Regions from separate parts of the Mus musculus genome. Here region 2 is linked to region 1. The links are chromatin contacts, called in public Hi-C maps. All regions are on one chromosome and are shown on one strand. Each heading gives the region's core, a stretch centred on a gene start, on an enhancer-like site or on the middle of the called end of the contact. The rest is flanking DNA. Distances are from core to core; before and after follow the strand shown. Region 1 overlaps Tmem132b (transmembrane protein 132B). Region 2 has its middle 8.4 kb from the start of Gm23151.

Evidence for each region. Hi-C and Micro-C count contacts between places; a contact is called where the count stands out from the background.
Region 2: a Hi-C map of cortical neurons shows a contact between it and region 1, with 2.3 times the contacts expected there. The contact joins two enhancer-like sites. A contact is called at or near these places in 9 of 484 Hi-C or Micro-C datasets (cerebral cortex, cortical neurons, gonadal supporting cells and 3 more).

Annotation. Positions count from the first base shown.
Region 1 is chr5:125,704,285-125,707,130 of GRCm38.p6, reverse strand. The region is part of intron 4 of Tmem132b (transmembrane protein 132B); the gene reads right to left. Among named protein-coding and RNA genes, the nearest start is that of Gm32811, 58 kb to the left of the region's middle. Within about 2 kb of position 1,595, at least 41 of the 459 cell types and tissues checked have an H3K27ac peak or open chromatin away from gene starts, as enhancers often do. A contact at or near this core is called in cortical neurons, where this site is marked.
Region 2 is chr5:126,396,665-126,399,364 of GRCm38.p6, reverse strand. No RefSeq gene overlaps it. Among named protein-coding and RNA genes, the nearest start is that of Gm23151, 8.4 kb to the right of the region's middle. Within about 2 kb of position 1,409, at least 4 of the 459 cell types and tissues checked have an H3K27ac peak or open chromatin away from gene starts, as enhancers often do. A contact at or near this core is called in cortical neurons, where this site is marked.

The DNA of each region.
Region 1 (2,846 bases), core at 346-2,845:
TGTGCTGTATGGGTGGCACCCACTCTGCCATGTGCATGCAGAATGCAGAATTCGTAAGCATGTGCCTTCTGTTTGTAGCCACTTTTAAAGGGCATTCACTGAACACGCACAGTCCCTGACGACTAAAAACTGCTCATTTCAGCTTTGAGATTTTTGGGTCAATCAAGTGAGAGAGTGTGGGTGTGTCCAGGGCTGCCACTGTGTGCAACCGCATGCAGAGTCCCTCTGCTCTCCCCGATGTAGGAGAACCTAGAAGACAGACCTGCCTGCAGCTCATTTTAGGCACCAGCCACCAGCAGTGGGCATGGTCTCCTGCAGTGTCTCAGGCAGGCGTGGTTTAAGGAAAGAAGCATGCAGAATAGCTAAGACTTAGGATGTCATGGTTCCAGAAAGGTGAGTCAAAATAAACAATGTGAACTGCTGTTGTCTTGGTAGGCAGAGTGCAGCCCATACCATTATATGGTAAACAGAATGTATCCCATACCGCTGTGTGGCTGATTGCATATGCCATGGGAGCCTGTAAGACTTGGTGCCCAGAACCTCATTCCCTGCAGTCAGTGGTGGCATGCACTGGGCTGTAGCATATCTAAGCCCCAAGTTCAGAGCATGGGTGTTACAACCCTTGTCTCCTGTAGGTTGTTAAGTGACTCTAATGAGGTGACCGTCCAAAGCCACTGAAGTTGAAAGGATAAAATTTTTTTTCCTCCTTCAAAGATGCCTATGCCTTCATCTCAGGACATGCAGAAAGGATCATTGATGATGTGACTAAGTCAGGTTGCAGAGGTAAGGAATTGACCTCCTATCATTCAGGTGAAAAGGGTCTATACCTAAGGGAACGCTGGCAATGTGTGAGCTAGAAAGCACACCCTGGGTGAGGCTTTCTGCCTCCCCCAACTCCCACCACCACCCCATCACCCCCACCAAAAAAAAAAAAAAAAAAAAAAAAAAAAAAAAAAAAAAAACCTCCCAGAAAGCACTCAGCCCTGCCACAAGACCTTGATCTTATTATGTAAGGACCATTTCTGACTTCCAGAGCCTCGAGGTCAGTTCGTATTGTGAAAGCCACTCTACTGGAGGTCATTGGTTACAGCAGCAAGAGAAAACTGATAAAAAAAGAAGCCCCCTGAGCTGAGAGCCAATGTCAGCCAACCTATCCCACCTTCTTATGACCTCTCAGTCCCTAGCACTCTCCAGCTTCCCTCTGCATTGCAGCTGACTACTTAAATTGCCCTACTTAAGTTCTGCCTGAAGACATGTACCGTTCCCTCTGTCTGGAACGTTCTTCCTCCACAGGTTGTTATGGCTGCCTCTTTCATTTTCATCTAGTTCTCAGAGCAAGTGCTAAGGCCTTAGGAGGACTCCTTCCCCGTCCCTCCAGCACTGCTCAGCCTGTCCCCAGTCTCCGGCTTGCTCATCCAAGTCTCCTGGACACTCCTCACTTCTGAAATGAAGAGCTATCTGAATCTGTAAACTGTCAGGCTGAGGAGCCAGGACCCTGCCTGCCTTATTCATCACCATCCTCTGGGACAGTGCTTGGCACTGCCAGCACCCAAACGCCACTGGAAAGAAAGAGGCATTTGTGCCCAGGCCGTGTTGGAAGCGTTCAGCCAGCGTGACTGAAAGGGAGGCTGATTATCTCCTCGCAGCCTGTGCTCAGCCCGTGGTTCCAGTTGCCTAGAAACTCACTGAGTGTGTTCATTTTTTTTTCATTTCAACCTTTTTGAAAGATAATGTGTTTTTTATCTACATGTGCAGAGTTGGGGCTTTTTAGTTTTAAGGGCTGGAGTTGAATGGTGGGTTGCTGTCTTGAACTCCAAGCCACCCACAGGAACAAATCTCTATACTCAAAGCTCAGTAGCTGGACGGAAAACCCAAAAGGGGAACAGTGTGGAGGGGAAGGGGGAGCGTTCGCATTCAGGAAGGTTTAAAAGGAAGGGCAAGAAGAGAAATGGGCACATTTGTTAGCATCTCTGACCCATGAAGGAGGCAGAAAGCACTAATTACTACAGAAGGTGGTGTTAGCATCCAGGGCTGTGACCATCTCTGTGTGTGACGCCCCTGGGGGAGACTTCTATAGCTTGGGACCAACTGTGCTGATCTTCTAGATTTGAAGACATTAGACAGAATGGTCTCCAAGACCTACTGTATCCACCTCAAAATTCCCACCTGCTCCTGTTTCTCTCTATTTATCAGAAAGCAATCAATTCAGTGCACAGCGTATACTGTACAAGTGTTTGCTACATGGAGGTGAGCGAGTGAATGGATGGATCAATCAACTGACTGAGGGATATTGATGGATGGACCAATGGATGGATGGGCAGATGGATAAATGAATGGGCTGATGGAAAGATCAATAGATGGGTTGGCCTATAGTTGGATGGACAATGGATAATAGGTGGATGGATGGATCAACGGGCAGATTCATAAAGGAAATCAGATGAATCAATGGAGGGATGGATGATGGTTCAACGGAAGGAGAGCTGTATCAATCGGTGGATTTATGGAGAGATAAGTGGAGGATGATAGATCAGTGGATGAATGAACAGATGGATAGATGGGTGGGGGTGGGTCAATGGACAGATGGAAGGATATGGGGGTGGATGGATCTACAGATAAAATGATGACTGCATCTTTGGAGGAAGGAAGGAATCAATGGAGATGCAGATGGTCCATTGTAGGGATAAGTATATCATTCAACTGATGGATAGATAGAGGGGTGGGTGAATGGATGAATACGTGAATAGATGTATTAGAGGATGGATAAATAGGAGTGAGTGAATGGATGGATAGATGGATGGATGGACAGGTGGATGGATGAATGGACAGATAGGTGGATGGATGAATGA
Region 2 (2,700 bases), core at 160-2,659, 690 kb before region 1:
ATTTTTCTCTTTGCATTCTTTTTTGGGGTGTGTGTGTGTATGTGTGTTTGTCAACTTGAACAAAAGAAGATATATTTGTGAAGACAGAATCTCAATTGAGGAATTATGTCCATCAGATTGACCAATGGAAATGTCTGAGCAGCATTTTATTGTTTGCTAACTGATATGGGAGGACTCAGTCCTCTGTGGGTAGTGTCACCTGCAGTTGGAGATTCTAGATTGTATAAGAAAGCAGTCTGAGCAAGCCAGTAAGCAGTATCCTTCTGTGGCCTCTGCATCAGTTCCTGCCTCCAGGTTCCTGCCTTGAGTTCCTGCCCTGATTTCCTTGGATGATGAATTGTAAGGTGAAAATAAACCTTCTCCTCTACAAGTTGTTTTTGGTTATAATGTTTATGACAGTAACAGAAAGCTCAGTATGACAATGTGTGTGTGTGTGTGTGTGTGTGTGTGTGTGTGTGTAAAAGAGAGTACATTCCCATTTGTGTGCACATGTATATAAATGTTTAAATATGTGTGTGTGTTTGCATATGTGTATTGCCATGTGTCTATGTATGTGTGAATGTGTGCACATGTGTGCATGCTGTGTGCACATGTGTGTATGTGTTTGTGCGTTTTCATGTGTATATATGAATGTGTGCATATATTTTTGCACAGTGTATATGTATGCACATATATATGTGTGCATGCACATGCGTGTGCACATACATATATAAAAATGTGTGTTCACAGATATGTGTGAATCTGTGCATACACACTTGAAGGTATGTGTGTGAATGTGTGCATATGCATGTTTGCATGTGTTTGGGCACCTGTGTGATCATGTGGAGGCCCAAGGTTGATGTTGAAGTTCACTGAATATGTGTTAGCAGTGGCTGGCAGATGAAAATGCATGTCTTATTTGAAACAAGAGTGAGTGGTTTTGAAAGCTAGTACTTGGACTCCTGTCCCAGTTCTCTCCTGATTTCAGTGGAAATCTGAAGACTTGGGATGTAGATTTCTTTGTTGTTACATATTGCCATAAGGGTGAATAAAATCTTATATCTGAATATTGTCATTTATTTGTGCAAGGTGACAAATTATCTCATTTTAAAATTTTATATAGGTGACCAAATAATTGACATAAGTATAGCAAGTCTTAGGCCTGCCCCCAAGCCAATGTGAATAGGAGTTCAATTCCTGAACAGTGGTAGCCTGAGACATAGCTTTATAGCTAAATATGTTTTTAAGCTCTGAATATAGCATCATGCACCCCATTTTAACCTGTATGGAATCACCTAACATTTCATACACCACCAAGCTATGCAAATCGCTCCTCAAGCAAGTCTGTAAATTCCCTGTCACTCTACCCAATTGCTTCTTGGTAACAAGGCTCCTCATTTGAAAGCAATAATTAAGCATCTATAAAAAGCAGTGGTGCCTGGTGCATGTAGGAATTTGCACAGCAGAGGAACACTGGGGAATGTTTGCAGGGTAACAGCAGTAAGATGGAAAGGCCACAAGTCATACTGCAGGCAAGCTCCATACAATGAATGTCATTCGACTGCTGGGGAGTCAGGCAAACCTGTGCAGGCATGAGTCCTGCCCCTCATCAAGGAATTCCTACCATGATTAAATATGGATTGATTTCTTATCTTCTTTTTTGCTAAGAAAAATTAAGGTTTTAAAATTTATGTCGGGTAACACTCAATATTGAAATAATGGTAATAGTTCAGGAAGAGAAGTTGAAATGAATGCATCAATGACAAAAGCAGTTGCTGCTGATGTATAAACACCTGCATCAAGCATGCTGGATACTAAATGAGAATAATTTAACATATGTGACGCGTTGGAAAAGACAAAATTATGAAGAACAGGTTCACTTTGTGATTTCTAGGGGTTTGTGAAGTGAGTCACAAACAGGGGTATAATTAAGGATAAAATTTTCAAAATGTTAAGTCCAGAGCATTCTTCCTGAAGCTAAAGGACAATGAAGATGCCTCAAGTGTACACTGGTGTCCTGAACTTGACACAGCCTAGAGTCGTCTGAGAACAAAGTCTCTACTGGGTAATTGCCTAGATAGAACTGGTCATGGGTGACTTTGCTTGTTGGTAATTGGTATGGGAGGGTCCATCTCACTGTGGGTGGCACCATTCCTTGGGTAGGTGGTCCTGAGCTGTATAAGAAAGCTAGATGAGTATGATCCTGAGAGTAAGCCATCAATCATCTTCCTCCTCTTCCTCCTCCTCTTCCTCCTCCTCTTCCTCTTCCTCCTCCTCTTCCTCTTCCTCCTCACCCTCTTCCTCCTCTTCCTCTTGGAGCAAGTTCCTGCCTCCAGGTTCCTGCTTGAGTTCCTCTCCGAACTTCTCTCAATGATGAATCCTAACCCATTATCTGAAAGAAACTCGTCCCTCTCCTAAACCTCTGTAGATCCGAGTGTTTTATCACAGCAACAGAAAGAGAACTTGGACAGTTAGTTAAACACATTATTGTGTGAACTACAGTTTAGAGTACCTTGTGCAGCCTATGTTAAGGTGACCCTCATCCACTAAGTGGTTAGACTTAATCACAAAGGTGACATGAAAGCAGTGGTGGCGCACGCCTTTAATTCCAGCACTTGGGAGGCAGAGGCAGGCGGATTTTTGAGTTTGAGGCCAGCCTGGTCTACAGAGTGAGTTCCAGGAAAGCCAGGGCTACACAGAGAAACCCTGTCTTGAAAGACA